Regions from separate parts of the Mus musculus genome. Here region 2 is linked to region 1. The links are chromatin contacts, called in public ChIA-PET maps. All regions are on one chromosome and are shown on one strand. The core of a region is the stretch at or near the end of the contact, and the rest is flanking DNA. Distances in the headings are between cores, read along the strand shown. Region 1 has its middle 13 kb from the start of E330032C10Rik. Region 2 has its middle 64 kb from the start of Ehd3.

What was found. ChIA-PET counts read pairs in DNA pulled down with a chosen protein or histone mark.
Region 2: a contact with region 1 is called in an RNA polymerase II ChIA-PET map of memory CD8 T cells, with 20 read pairs. The contact joins two enhancer-like sites. A contact is called at or near these places in 1 of 484 Hi-C or Micro-C datasets (regulatory T cells) and 3 of 115 datasets of contacts at active chromatin or transcription factors (astrocytes, large pre-B cells and memory CD8 T cells).

The regions. Positions count from the first base shown.
Region 1 is chr17:73,260,718-73,267,031 of GRCm38.p6, reverse strand. No RefSeq gene overlaps it. Among named protein-coding and RNA genes, the nearest start is that of E330032C10Rik, 13 kb to the right of the region's middle. Within about 2 kb of position 3,746, at least 170 of the 459 cell types and tissues checked have an H3K27ac peak or open chromatin away from gene starts, as enhancers often do. A contact at or near this core is called in memory CD8 T cells and regulatory T cells, where this site is marked.
Region 2 is chr17:73,865,478-73,871,791 of GRCm38.p6, reverse strand. It overlaps the pseudogene Gm4948. Among named protein-coding and RNA genes, the nearest start is that of Ehd3, 64 kb to the right of the region's middle. Within about 2 kb of position 2,316, at least 18 of the 459 cell types and tissues checked have an H3K27ac peak or open chromatin away from gene starts, as enhancers often do. A contact at or near this core is called in memory CD8 T cells and regulatory T cells, where this site is marked.

The sequences.
Region 1 (6,314 bases), core at 2,497-4,996:
ACAAGCAAGGACCCTTCTTTCTCCTATCCACTCCTGGTCCTTATGCTCGTTTTTCTTATCTCAAATCTTGGTCAGGCCGGCAGTTCTCATCTCATCTCTGATTATAGTGGGAATCCATCTACTTATTCTTCATTAAGTCTGAAGTTGGACAGAGCTAGGCATGGGTCCCATTTGTGAGTTTAAGGAAGCACTAGGATGGAGTCTAGTCTATTTCTATTTCTAGTCCTTTTCTATTTTGTAAGTTAGATATTAGTTCATTCATTTTTATCCTCCCCAGCTCTCTAACACAGATACTACTTTCTGCCTTGGCAATATTCCACATTTTTGGGAAACACTTCCCCCGTGAGAAGAGCACATGCCACACGTGTATGAAAATTCATCTGCCAACTAATTAAAATAAAATAGACATTCATAGTTATGAAATGTCTAACTTGGGGCCTGGGGAGCTGGTGCCCTGGCTGTTTCCACTTGCTCAGCGTGTGCAAGCAATGGTCTGATTTCCGTCATTAAAAAGTAAGTTGGCATTTTCTAGAAGTTTCTTCAAATGTAGTCATGAGAGACTTATTTATATCACTAAGCTTTTTCTGAGACAAGTTATTTTGAGATACACACGTGTCCACTCCTTTCTACGACTGTGAAGAACTCCATTGTATGAGCTATGCTTCCACTTGCTTGTCCATTCTCCCATGGATGGACATTTACTGCAGCTAAAACAGGTAAATATGCTTGAGTGCCTGCCTGTCACAGCCATGCTTTCGTCTGTTTGAGTAAATGGCCTGGGTTATGGTGGCTGAGCCAGAACTGCAAGCTTAGCACTTCAGGAGAGGGTCAAACTAACTTCCAACGCTATTGCTTTATTTTCTATTTCCACATCTTTAAGACTTCTGTTTTGCTTCATGTTTGTTACCACAGCTCAGAGTGAGCTCCCACTTTAGTACGGTGTCAAGTCTCCTGATCATTTGCACTTACAATCTTTGTTGTTATTGTTGGCGTTTGTTCTCCTATTGTTGCGTTTCACATAACTTCTGTATTCTGTATACATGTCCTTTATCATAGTTCTGCATTGTGCATGTTCTATCTCAGTCTGAGGCTTGTCCTCTCGGTAATGGGTGGTGTCTTTTGAAAGGCAGAGTTCTTAATGTTAATGTAGTCAACTGTATCACCAATTGATTTTATGGATCGTGCTTTCGGTATCCTATATTTGATCCCACTATACTAGGATTTTCTGCTGCCTGCGTTTTCTTCTAGATGTTTGACAATCGTCAGATCTATGATTTCACTTGAACTGTTGCCTGAGGTTAAGATCTATGATCTGTTTTGGCATGAGGTATGGGTTGATGTTTATTTAATGCACAAGCACGTGCAAGTACCATTGAAAAGTACAGAATTTACTCTACTTAGTTCTGGGTAGCTTCTCTGGCTAAATCTTGAAGGACTCACTCACATGCCATTTCTCATTACCTTTCTCAGTCTTCCCTCAGAAGCTCCTGAGAAATACTGATGAAGGCAGATGGTGGTGCCCTACAACGGTGTCAACCGACTTGAAAGGGGAATAAGCCACCGCCACTTGAGAGCAGATGCAAAACACGACTTTCCAGCATCCTCTCATACAAGAAACACAGAGCTAAAATACTGAAGGACTGGAAACCAAACCTTTGGGCAAAATTTCAGTGCCCTGCAGTCATTTGACAGTGTAGAAGGGTGGGGACAGTTTTGCTTCCTGTCTGCCACAAATGACTGGCAAGGAATCCACTCAGTGACACAAAGAAATGCCCTTTATCTCTGAGGATGGAAGGAAGGAGAGGAAGAAAGATCTTCCCAACGCAAGATGCCCCACGGGTATCATTCAAGATCTGGAAGCCATGAAAGAGAAGAGCAGGCGTGGTGTGGGGCCAGGAACAGAGGTAGCCTCTGTGAAGAGAGGACTGGACCAGATATGCTGAGAGCCTCACCTCCTCTTATGCACCCTCACCCTGGACAATGAGCTGAGGAAGACAGGGCCCCTCTGTGGTGCAGACTATCTAGCCAGCATCCCATGGTTGGCTGATGCTTATGTTGTAACTGGCTCAAACTCTATGACAAAATTTTACAGTTTTGTTACACACTAAGTTTGGTTACAGTTTGTTATGCGGGAACTCAGAGTTCAGGGGCCACTTCGGGCCAAATTCAAGTTAACAGAATACAAAAGAGATGGACTTATAAAAGCAAGCCTGTACCCTAGTTTTCTAACCATCAGGTCAAAGCTCCTCCAACATACCTAATGCTCTGCCTGTAGCCTCCTTGGCCAAAGACTGGGAAGTTTACGTAGTGCTCAGATCTATAGTTGGGGAAAGGGCAGGAAAGCGAGGCTCTGGATTTATGCCACCAGGGAGATTACCCATCACTGGTGTAAGGGATGAAAAGAGACTCTGCACTATGGAGATCCTAACCTTCTCACTGTGACAACCTGGCACACGCACAGTTCTGGCTTACCCACAGTTCTAGCTCTAATAACCTCTGATTTGTCACCTAGCTTAGGCCTCAATGTAGTTTCCAGTAATCTGGGGTTCTCATTCAGCACACACTCACTTCCGCCACCACCCCTGCCTACTTCTAAGTGCTCAATCCCATCTGGCTACGCTGCAGATGCTACTGATCTAAAATATGACATGGCACCCATGAGAGGAGCTAGCCAGCACCTCCAAACCTAAGTGTGGGTCAGAGGACTAGCACCTGGGGTACAAAATCAAGCCTGTGTAGACAGACACAAACTATGTTTTCTGTGTTACCGAGTGAATGAGAGAGGAGAATGGGAGGGGGGCTGTAGCTCAGTGGTAGAGCACGTGGTTAGCAGGTATGAAGTCCTAGGTTCAATCCCCAGCACTGCAGAGAGTGGGCGCTCGGGAGGAAGAGACAAGAGAGTCAGAAGTTCAAGGTTATCCTGACCGCATAGTGAGTTTGAAGACAGACTGGGCTACTTGAAAATCTCTCTCTCTGTCTCTCTCTCTGTCTGTCTGTCTCTCTGTGTGTCTGTCTCTCTCTGTGTGTCTCTGTTTCTCTCTCTCTCTCTCTCTCTCTCTCTCTCTCTCTCTCTCTCTCTGTGCAATATATATTATACATATATACACATATATATGTGAAGGGAACAGGGGCAAGGAAGATGATAAGGTAATCAACCATTCCAGTCCTCAGTCTCCATCTTCAGGAAGTAAGCTCTACTATTAATGTATCACATATCCTTAGTCTTCCAAAGTTATTGTGTATACAGAATAGAATGAATATATATATATATATGTATGTATATATATATATATATGTGTGTGTATGTGTGTGTGTGTGTGTGTGTGTGTGTATACTCGTAGACTGTATTAAACTTCAATCCCAAGGGGAGAGACTCATTCACTTGCTTATTCAATTGTTCTTTCAGATGGACTTGACATCAAGGAAAAGATGGCAAAGTCTAGCCCAGTGCCTACATCCACAGCCTGGGGGCAGATGAAGGTAACTATTGACAACCACATAAGTGACAATAGTATAACCTGAGACTTGGTGAGGAAAAACTGGTGAATGTCTGATCTGTAAAGGCCCATTTAAATAACAGCCACACCCATCATTGTTAAGGACCAGCTATCAGCAAGCTTGGCCCTGAGACCTGTCTCTGGACATGGTCTCTGCGGGGTTTCTAAGCTGCTTCTCCCTACGCACTGGAGATGTGGTGTGACTCACATTCCTCCACCATCTGCGGAAGAGGCTCACATGACTCAGCCTCCGCCCACTCTCTCTGTCACTCAAAGGTGCTACAGCGTAACCACACACAAAATCATTCCCGGTGACTCAGGCAGAAAGACAGCACCACGGCCTGGCTGACTGCCACTCAGTGTCTGAGGCATGGTAGAGGTTTCTCTGGCTTTTCAGATGACTTATCTTCCAGGAGATGTGTGAGTCTGCAGAAGGCTTTGTCGGTCTGAGATGCTAACACAAAACCACCACTGAATGGGAAGTGAACAGCATTGTTAGTCTCCACACAACTAAGAACAGGTATATCTAAGCACAAGGCTGATAGAGCCTGTGGCCAGTGTCTTCTTGCTATGTCCTCCAATGGCTGAAGAGCTAGGGAACACTCGGTGTCTTGATGTTTTGTTTGATTGTCTGAAATAAAGTCTTGCTTTGTAGCTCAAGCTGGCCTTGAACTCACCATCTTCCTGCATTGGCCTCTTAGATGTTGAGTTCACAAGTGTATGCCATTAGCCCAGCAAGTGTATGCCATTAGCCTAGCAAGTATATGTCATTAGCCCAGCAAGTGCATGCCATTAGCCCAGCAAGTGTATGCCATTAGCCCAGCAAGTGTATGCCATTAGCCCAGCAAGTGTATGCCATTAGCCCAGCTTCATAGTGTTTCTTTTATTCGATTATTTTTAAATACTTTTTGCTTCTTTAAAAAAAAAACAAAACAAACAAACAAAAAAAACCTGTATTATTTGGTAGGAGTGGTGGTCAGGGAGGCATGTGCACACACAACACAGTGCACATGTGGAGGTCAGAGGGCAAATTGCAAGCACTGTGTGAGTTCTGGGATTGAACTCAGATCATCAGATTTGGCAGCAAGCATATGTGCTAGATGAGCCATCTTTCCTCGTCCTTACTGTTTCTCTTCTAAGGCACTAATCTTATTTATAGGGGCTTACTCCTTCATGACCTAAGAATCTCCTCAAAGCTTCAACTTTAAATAGCATCACCACAGGGGTTAGAATTTTAATGCATGGACTTAGGGGCAACACAAACCATTGGGTTACAGCAGGCATCCTTACAAGCAAACCACAATTGGCTCCTGGGAGTGGGAGGTGAGCTTTGGGGGTGGGTGGGGGCAGGGAGGAAGCTCAGCTCCATTCATTCCATCTTAAACAGAATCCTCACCGACTACACACATAGGGAATCCCAGATCTGTGTCTGGTTCTCTGACATGCCAAAGGCTGGGCTGGTGCACCCCTGCGTCTACTGGAAGCTGTCTGAGCCCAATCAGCTCAACACATAGCTGGGCACAGCACCCCCTCTTCTCCCTGAGCTCAGCTCTACCCTCTGCCTCAGTTTCCCTGAATGGTCACACCTGCTGCTCTAAACCCTCATCTGGATATCCTGAAATTTATTTTGCCTCTTCCTTCTTACCTTCGTTGTGGTCGGCAATGGGAATTCTTCAATGTCCCCCAACGTTTGTTTCCTTCCAGGCACCTGCTTCAGTCTCTGCAGGCCCTCCCCTCTGCAAGTTCTCACTCAAGAGTTCTTCTCATGCTGGAGAGATGGCTCAGCAGTTAAAAGCACTCACTGCTCTTCCAAAAGTCCTGAGTTCAAATCCCAGCAACCACGTAGTAGCTCACAACCATCTGTAATGAAACCTGATGCCTTCTTCTGGTATGTCTGAAGACAGCTACAATGTACTTACATATAATAAATAAATAAATAAATAAATCTTTGGGCTAGAGTGAGTGGAGCCAGAAAGAGAAGAAAAAGTGTCTGAAGACAGCTACAGTGTACTTAACATATAATACATAAATAAATAAATCTTTTTTTAAAAAAAAAAAAAAAGGAGGTCTTCTTTGGACTTGGCATCTACAACTGAGAGACTTTCCAAGTCTTAGTATACTTTCCTCAGTTGCCCCACATAAACTATAGAGGGCCACTATAGGAAGTGTTGAGGATTAGGTGAAACTGCAGACTAGGGTAGCTACTCTTTAAGAGTCATTAAGTTCAGCTACATGGAACAAAGACTGAACATTCTAGACCTTTCAGCTGTCCTCTCTGCTGATGGACATGTGATGCTGTTTTGGGGACATGGTCCAACTCTCTTATTTCTATGCCCATCTAGTTGATGTGCCCTGCCTTCCATATCTACCTGGACCATTCCTGCCACCGCCTTCAAGGAGCTGCTATCACTTTGCTCTAAGTCTGATTCTTCCTTTTGCCTCCCCTGCATGTTTTATTCATGTCCCAGTACAAGACATAGCCTGATCTATTCATTATAAGCTGTGTGTGTGAACACATCTCTTCATTGCATGGCTAGAAGTTAAGACGGTCAGTGCTGTGTCTTGGTCGCAGAGTTTAACCATGGCAGGTGACCCAGAGATGTTCCAGGAGCTATGCTATCTTAGAACTAAGGACCCCCCACCATCATGTTGTGTGTACTTGACTTCACCCCCTCCACCATGTCATCTCATGAGACTTCTCAAACTCCCTCCACTCCTACAATGGATTTGGGTTAAAAGAGGTCCAACTCCAAAAAGAGCCACTGGGCATCACCCTTCTTTCATTGCAGTAGTTACAATATCTGACTAGAAGAAGCT
Region 2 (6,314 bases), core at 1,067-3,566, 610 kb before region 1:
AGCCAAGCTACAGAGAAAACAGCTTTGCCTTTCGTGCACACTTGGAATCCAGGCTGCCTAAGTGCAAGTAAGGCACTAGGTTAAGGGCTTCATGTGCATCACCTAAGTCAACCTCAAAATGTCCTATAGAGTTGTCAGCATTCCTCAAAACAGCTGCCAGGAGAAGTATAGTAAATGTAATATAGAAAGTGTGCTATTTGCTGTGCTGTTTGATCAATCAAGGAGACATCTTGGGTCCACACAGACGCCTGTAGTATGATATTTACAGAAGCATCAGCAATGGCCACATTTGGCAGAAATTCAGGTGGCCTTTCAGGAAGTGAATGGATAAAGAAAACATGATACAGTGCTGCTCCCGGTATGTGTGGGGCTGGGTGCTGTTTGGTGCCGCGGGGCGGCCACTCAGCTGCAGCAGAGCAGGTGCCATCCTGTGGAAGAACCATGAAGCACTATGAGGTGGGGGTTCGGGATGCAAAGACAAGAGAGAAGCTGTGGTTCGTGGACAAGGTAGAGCCTCAGGCCACCATTTCTGAAATCAAGACCCTTTTCACCAAGACACATCCACAGTGGTATCCTGCCAGCCAGTCCCTCCGCCTGGACCCCAAGGGGAAGTCCCTGAAAGATGAAGATGTCTTGCAGAAACTTCCTGTGGGCACCACAGCCACGCTCTACTTCTGGGACCTCAGGGCCCAGATCAGCTGGGTGACGGTTTTCCTGATGGAGTATGCCGGCCCCCTTTTCATCTACCTGCTCTTCTACCGGGTACCCTTCATTTATGGCCGCACAAACAACTTTACATCCAGTCGGCATATGGTGGTGCCCCTCACCTGCATGTGCCACTCATTCCACTACATCAAATGCCTGCTGGAGACTCTCTTCGTGCACCGATTCTCTCACGGAACCGCGCCTTTGCAAAACATCTTCAAAAACTGCACCTACAATTGGGGCTTTGCTGCATGGATGGCTTCTTACATCAACCACCCTGTCTACACACCCCCTACCTATGGAGTTCAGCAGGTTAAGCTGGCACTGGCCGTTTTTGTGATCTACCAGCTTGGGAACCTCTCCATCCACATGGTTCTTCGGGACCTTCGGCTGGGTCGAAAACCAGGAAGTTCCCATACCCCTCCAAGAACCCTTTCACCTGGCTGTTTCTGTTGGTGTCCTGTCCCAGCTGCACTTATGAGGTGCGCTCCTGGATTGGCTTTGCCATCTTGACTCAGTGTGTCCCAGTGGCCCTCTTCTCCCTGGTGGGCTTCACCCAGATGACTATCTGGGCCAAGTGCAAGCATCACAGCTACCTGTAGGAGTTCTGCAACTACCTGCCCCTCTGCATGCCCATTATCCCCTTCCTGCTCTGAGCCGCTCCTCAGGGGATCAGCCCAGTAATACTCTCCACCCCATCACTACCCCTGTCCTGATGTGGCTGGCCATGACTCTTCAGCAGCAACAATAAAATCTGCTTACTGCCCCCTCCCCCAAAGAAACCATGGTACATGCAGACCACTGGTTCTCAACCTTCCTAATGCTGTCACCCTTTTAATATAGTTCCTCATGCTGTGCTGAGCCTCCAACACTTCTACATCACAACTGTAATCTTGCTACTGTTATAAACTGTAATGTATATATCTGATATGTAGGGTATCTGATATGTAATTGACCACAAAGGGGGCCGAGACCCACAGGTTGAGAAACACTGAATATTATATAGCAATGGAATATTATATAACACTGCAAAGGAGGGAACTATGAGATCATTAAAGACTCAGGGACACCTTAAATTAACAAATCTCATCTGAAAAGGCTACATGTGGTATAAGTCCAGTTATATGGCATTCCAGAAAAGGCAAAGATGTGAGACAACATGAATACTGGCAATTAGCAGAGGCCTGGGGACAGCAAGGGACAAACAAGTGAAGGGGGGGGAGGGGCATGGGTTTTTAGGGCAGAAAAGCCCTATATAATCCTGTAATGTTGAACATGTGTCATTAGATACTTAGCTAATAAACTCGTGGACTACACAACTTCAAGAACCCTCATATAAACTGTGGACTTTGTCCAATAGTGAAGCATAGCTTTAAGTGCATCCATTGTGAAAAGAAATAAACAAATAAATAAACAAAATGCTGATTCAGACTGGTCAGAGTAGTGGGAGACTGAGAGAGTATTGACAGAGTATTGACAGAGTAGCGGGAGACTGAGAGAGTAGGGGCTGGATGGCTGCAGCATCTGCCTGGGTTCAGGGTGCTGGGCCTAGGGTTTCCCCTGCGCCACCAGTTGTAACCCGGGGCTTGCTCAGGAAGTGGCTGTGGCTTTAGGGGTGGGGGAGGCAACTCCTCTCTATCAAAGCTATTGTGAAGGGGCTGACATTAGATAGATGCACCCATAGAGGCCTGGGAGAGTTAGTCCTTCAGTACTAGGGGTTGGGGTGGATCTGGGCATCCTCGACGTTGTATCCCTAATGCTCTGTTTTTAGTGCCAGTCAGAGCCACTGCTTCTTAGAGGTTCTTCAAGAGGCTCTGCCTCATGACTGCTTCGTCTCCTACTTACTGTTGGAAGTCAATACAAGACTGCCGAGAGACACCCACGTGACTCACCCAGCACTAAGTGTGACCCTCTCCCCCTTACCTAGCAGCAGCTCTGCTCACTCCTTCCAGGCCCTACCCATGACCTCTGTGAGGATGGTGTGTATTACTTTTCTTCTGACTCCATGGCACAAGAACCCAAAATAGTCAAGTATCAGTCCTCCATCAGTTCAAGGAAGTCGTCCCATGTTCCCCAAATAGTAGCCTTCTTTGGAGAAAAGGGGGTATCATAGATCCCAGAACTCTAGAAATGGGGGGAAAAAGCCTGCCCAGAAAGACAGACAGCATGGTGGTAGGACATCTTTCTTTCGCTTTCTCAGGCATCTTACCTGGGAGATACAGATCCTCAAAGGGACACCTAAGAGAAAAGATCAGACACAACTCAAGACTGAAACGGTGAGTGCTTCAACCAACGCCATGTCAGGCTTACCTCGATGTCTTGGGAGAAGGCCACTCTGGGAGAAGAAAGATATGTTTAAGTAAGACTCTGAAGTCAGTGGTGTTCTCTTTGCTTAATGGGCATTTAGCTGTAAAGTTGTCCATGAAGAAGCCTTGCCTCCTTTCACCTTAGGTCTGAAATTCTCCCTCAGCCTCAGCTTCATCCAGGGCCCCTCTACCATAAACAAGGCCAGGCCATTCCTCGGGATGCTGATAGGTCAGAAGGAACCCAGCTGCTTGGCAGGTGGAGACCCGGGGGAGTCTTTAGAGAAGATAACACAGCTAGCTTGCTTTCCCTCTTGGTGATAGCTCCAGGCCCTTCTCTACGAGTTCTTTGATTCCATATCTCAGATACAAGGAGAAATAGCAAGCTTTGGATGGGTTTAATGTTAGCTAGGCATTGCTAGGCCTTGGAAATAATTCTCTTCCAGGCTTTCCAGGTTGTGGAGGCACCTCTGCTTCCAGAATTTTCTACCCAGGCTGGTGGAAGGCCCTTTCATGCTGGCTATGACCTCAGTGGGCTTCTCTGACCTGTCTCAGAGTAGGAAGCTCCAGTGACTGATCTGTCCTCAAGGGAGACCCAAAGGATAGTTAGGATTGTGGGAGCAGAGTCCGGGCTGGGTTGTGGAGGTCTCTATGGTTATTGTTTCTTTTCCTGATACCCAGCTGGGCAGGAATCCCAAGCTGTGTGTATTTACAGAAAGCTGAAGGGGGTCTTGTGACAGGAAAGTGACACACTGACCTCCATTCTGAAGAGCCAGGGAACCTTCTTCCTGCCTCTTTCCAGATTGTTGCCTAAGGCAGGATGCTGAAGAGATGGTCAGTCTGTACCAGGAAGAGGGGACTTCAGCGGCAGAGCCTCTCATGAACTCTAATCTGTCACCTCCACTCTTACAAGACTCTCAGAATGTCTTTTGAAAGCACCACTTCTATGCTCTCCTCAACCTACGAACTTCTAAAGTTCTAGATGTGTTCAATTCAATGTGCAAAGGTGTGTACTCCAGGTTATCTATGAATGTAACCAAATTGTAAACTGACTTAAAACATTGGAGGTGGAGTGGGGCTGGCTGGAGGGATGGCTCAGTGATTAAGAGCTTTGAAGAGGACCTAAGTTCAGCTACCAGCAATCAAATTGGGCCACTTACAATTGCCTATAGCTTTAATTTCAGGGAATCTAACTTCCTCTTCTGGTCCCCTTGTGTACTGAATACCCATGGTACACATACAGAAAAGCAGATACACACACATACATACATACATACACACACTTATATACACACATACATACATAAACACACACACACATACATACATACATACATACACACACTTATTTTTTTCCATTTTTATTAGGTATTTAGCTCATTTACATTTCAAATGCTATACCAAAAGTCCCCCATACCCACCCACCCCCACTCCCCTACCCACCCACTCCCCCTTTTTGGCCCTGGCGTTCCCCTGTACTGGGGCATATAAAGTTTGCGTGTCCAATGGGCCTCTCTTTCCAGTGATGGCCGACTAGGCCATCTTTTGATACATATGCAGCTAGAGTCAAGAGCTCCGGGGTACTGGTTAGTTCATAATGTTACATACACACACTTATATACACACATACATACATAAACACACACACACATACATACATACATACATACATACATACATACATACATACAAAAATAAAAGACAGTAAATAAAGAAAACAGTATGAGAGGCTTATTTTTGAGAATTATTTTTTTTGTAACTTGACTGCAAGTCTGTGAATGAGAACTTGTTTGTTTCTTTGTGTAGTCTTCGATGTCCTGGATCTCACTCTCTAGACCATGTTGGCCTCACAGCAGTCAACCTGCCTCTGCCTCTGCCTCTGCCTCTGCCTCTGCCTCTGCCTCTGCCTCTGCCTCTGCCTCTGCCTCTGCCTCTGCCTCTGCCTCTGCCTCTGCCTCTGCCTCTGCCTCTGCCTCTGCCTCTGCCTCTGCCTCTGCCTCTGCCTCTGCCTCTGCTGAGAAGAAAAGTATGTGCCACCACTACTAGAGTAAGAATTATTTAGACGACAACATTTGAGTCAGGGCGTTGAAAAGCTGGACATGCTACCCAAGTGAGGAGGGACTGAGACAATGGGTAAAGTCTCTCCTAGAGGCATGCCTATCAATCAGATGCTAAGTAAATGCTACTCAGAGCTACTTGTTGTCTACTACCCACTGTGTGCACACCACTTTTCTCTGCAGTCTAACTGCATCCCAGTGTCTTCCCATCCTCAATTTCCATTCCCTCAGCACATGACAGCCCTGAAGAAATATCAGCAAGCTGCTGCGTGATTCTTAGAAGGTCCACATGCGACTGACCACCACTTCCCTCCTCACTTGGAGACCTTGATATTTTTGTAGGATGCTTACCAGTCCTGGCATAGATGAGAGCTCTTCTGCAGTAATTCTGCTCTTGGCAGGTGTGAAGAGAGCTGAAAGCAGGCTTCATGGTCTGCTGACTTAATTACTGCTCTTTGGAGCAGCTGGTTTGGGTCTGGAAAGCTCCTAATGGAGGGTCTGTCTATGGAGCAAGAGCAGGCATTTTGAGCTTTAAATAGGGAGATACCAGACTACATCCAACAGTAGCTGGTCAAGGCAGAGTGTTCCTACTTGGGCTCCGTTCTCCCTCCTGTCTCCAGGGTGGGACATGGTACCCAGAGGTGTTCCATGGCTGACCAGGGGGAATCTGATGCTAGAAGGGGTGGGGCAAGTCAGGAGTACCCCTCAGAGGAAGTGTTTACAAGGTATGTTATATGTCTTTTGCATTTGTTTCACTCACAAATGTTGAGTAAGAATTAATATTGTTCACCAAACATCTTTGTTGAAGATACAGTGGCGAATCAGTCCAACATGCCATCTTTTTTTTTTCCAGGTAGAACAATCATTCCTTTTATTTTCTAAAAAGGATGCATACATTTTATAGAATGTAGTTATTGTTTTCCATACTTTGCATAACATGCCATCTTTTGTGGGTCTTTTCTTTTCTGTTCCTTTTAGTTGTTACTTGGGGTTGGCCCTACATTTATGGAGCAAACACAGTGACTCCATGTGCGGCATGTATAATTTGAAGCCTGGTCTAAGACAGTCTTAAGGATGATCCTGGACCTTTCAGTGAAGATGTCTGTCTCTTGTCATCTGTAGCTCATCCTGGCTGCCCAAGATGGCTTTTCTTGACACCATGGACTGTTATTGAAGACAGTGTCAGGAGTGTAGAGAAAAAGCCCAGGTAGCCAGTCATTCCCTAGGAATTTGGGCAGAATGAAGTCCA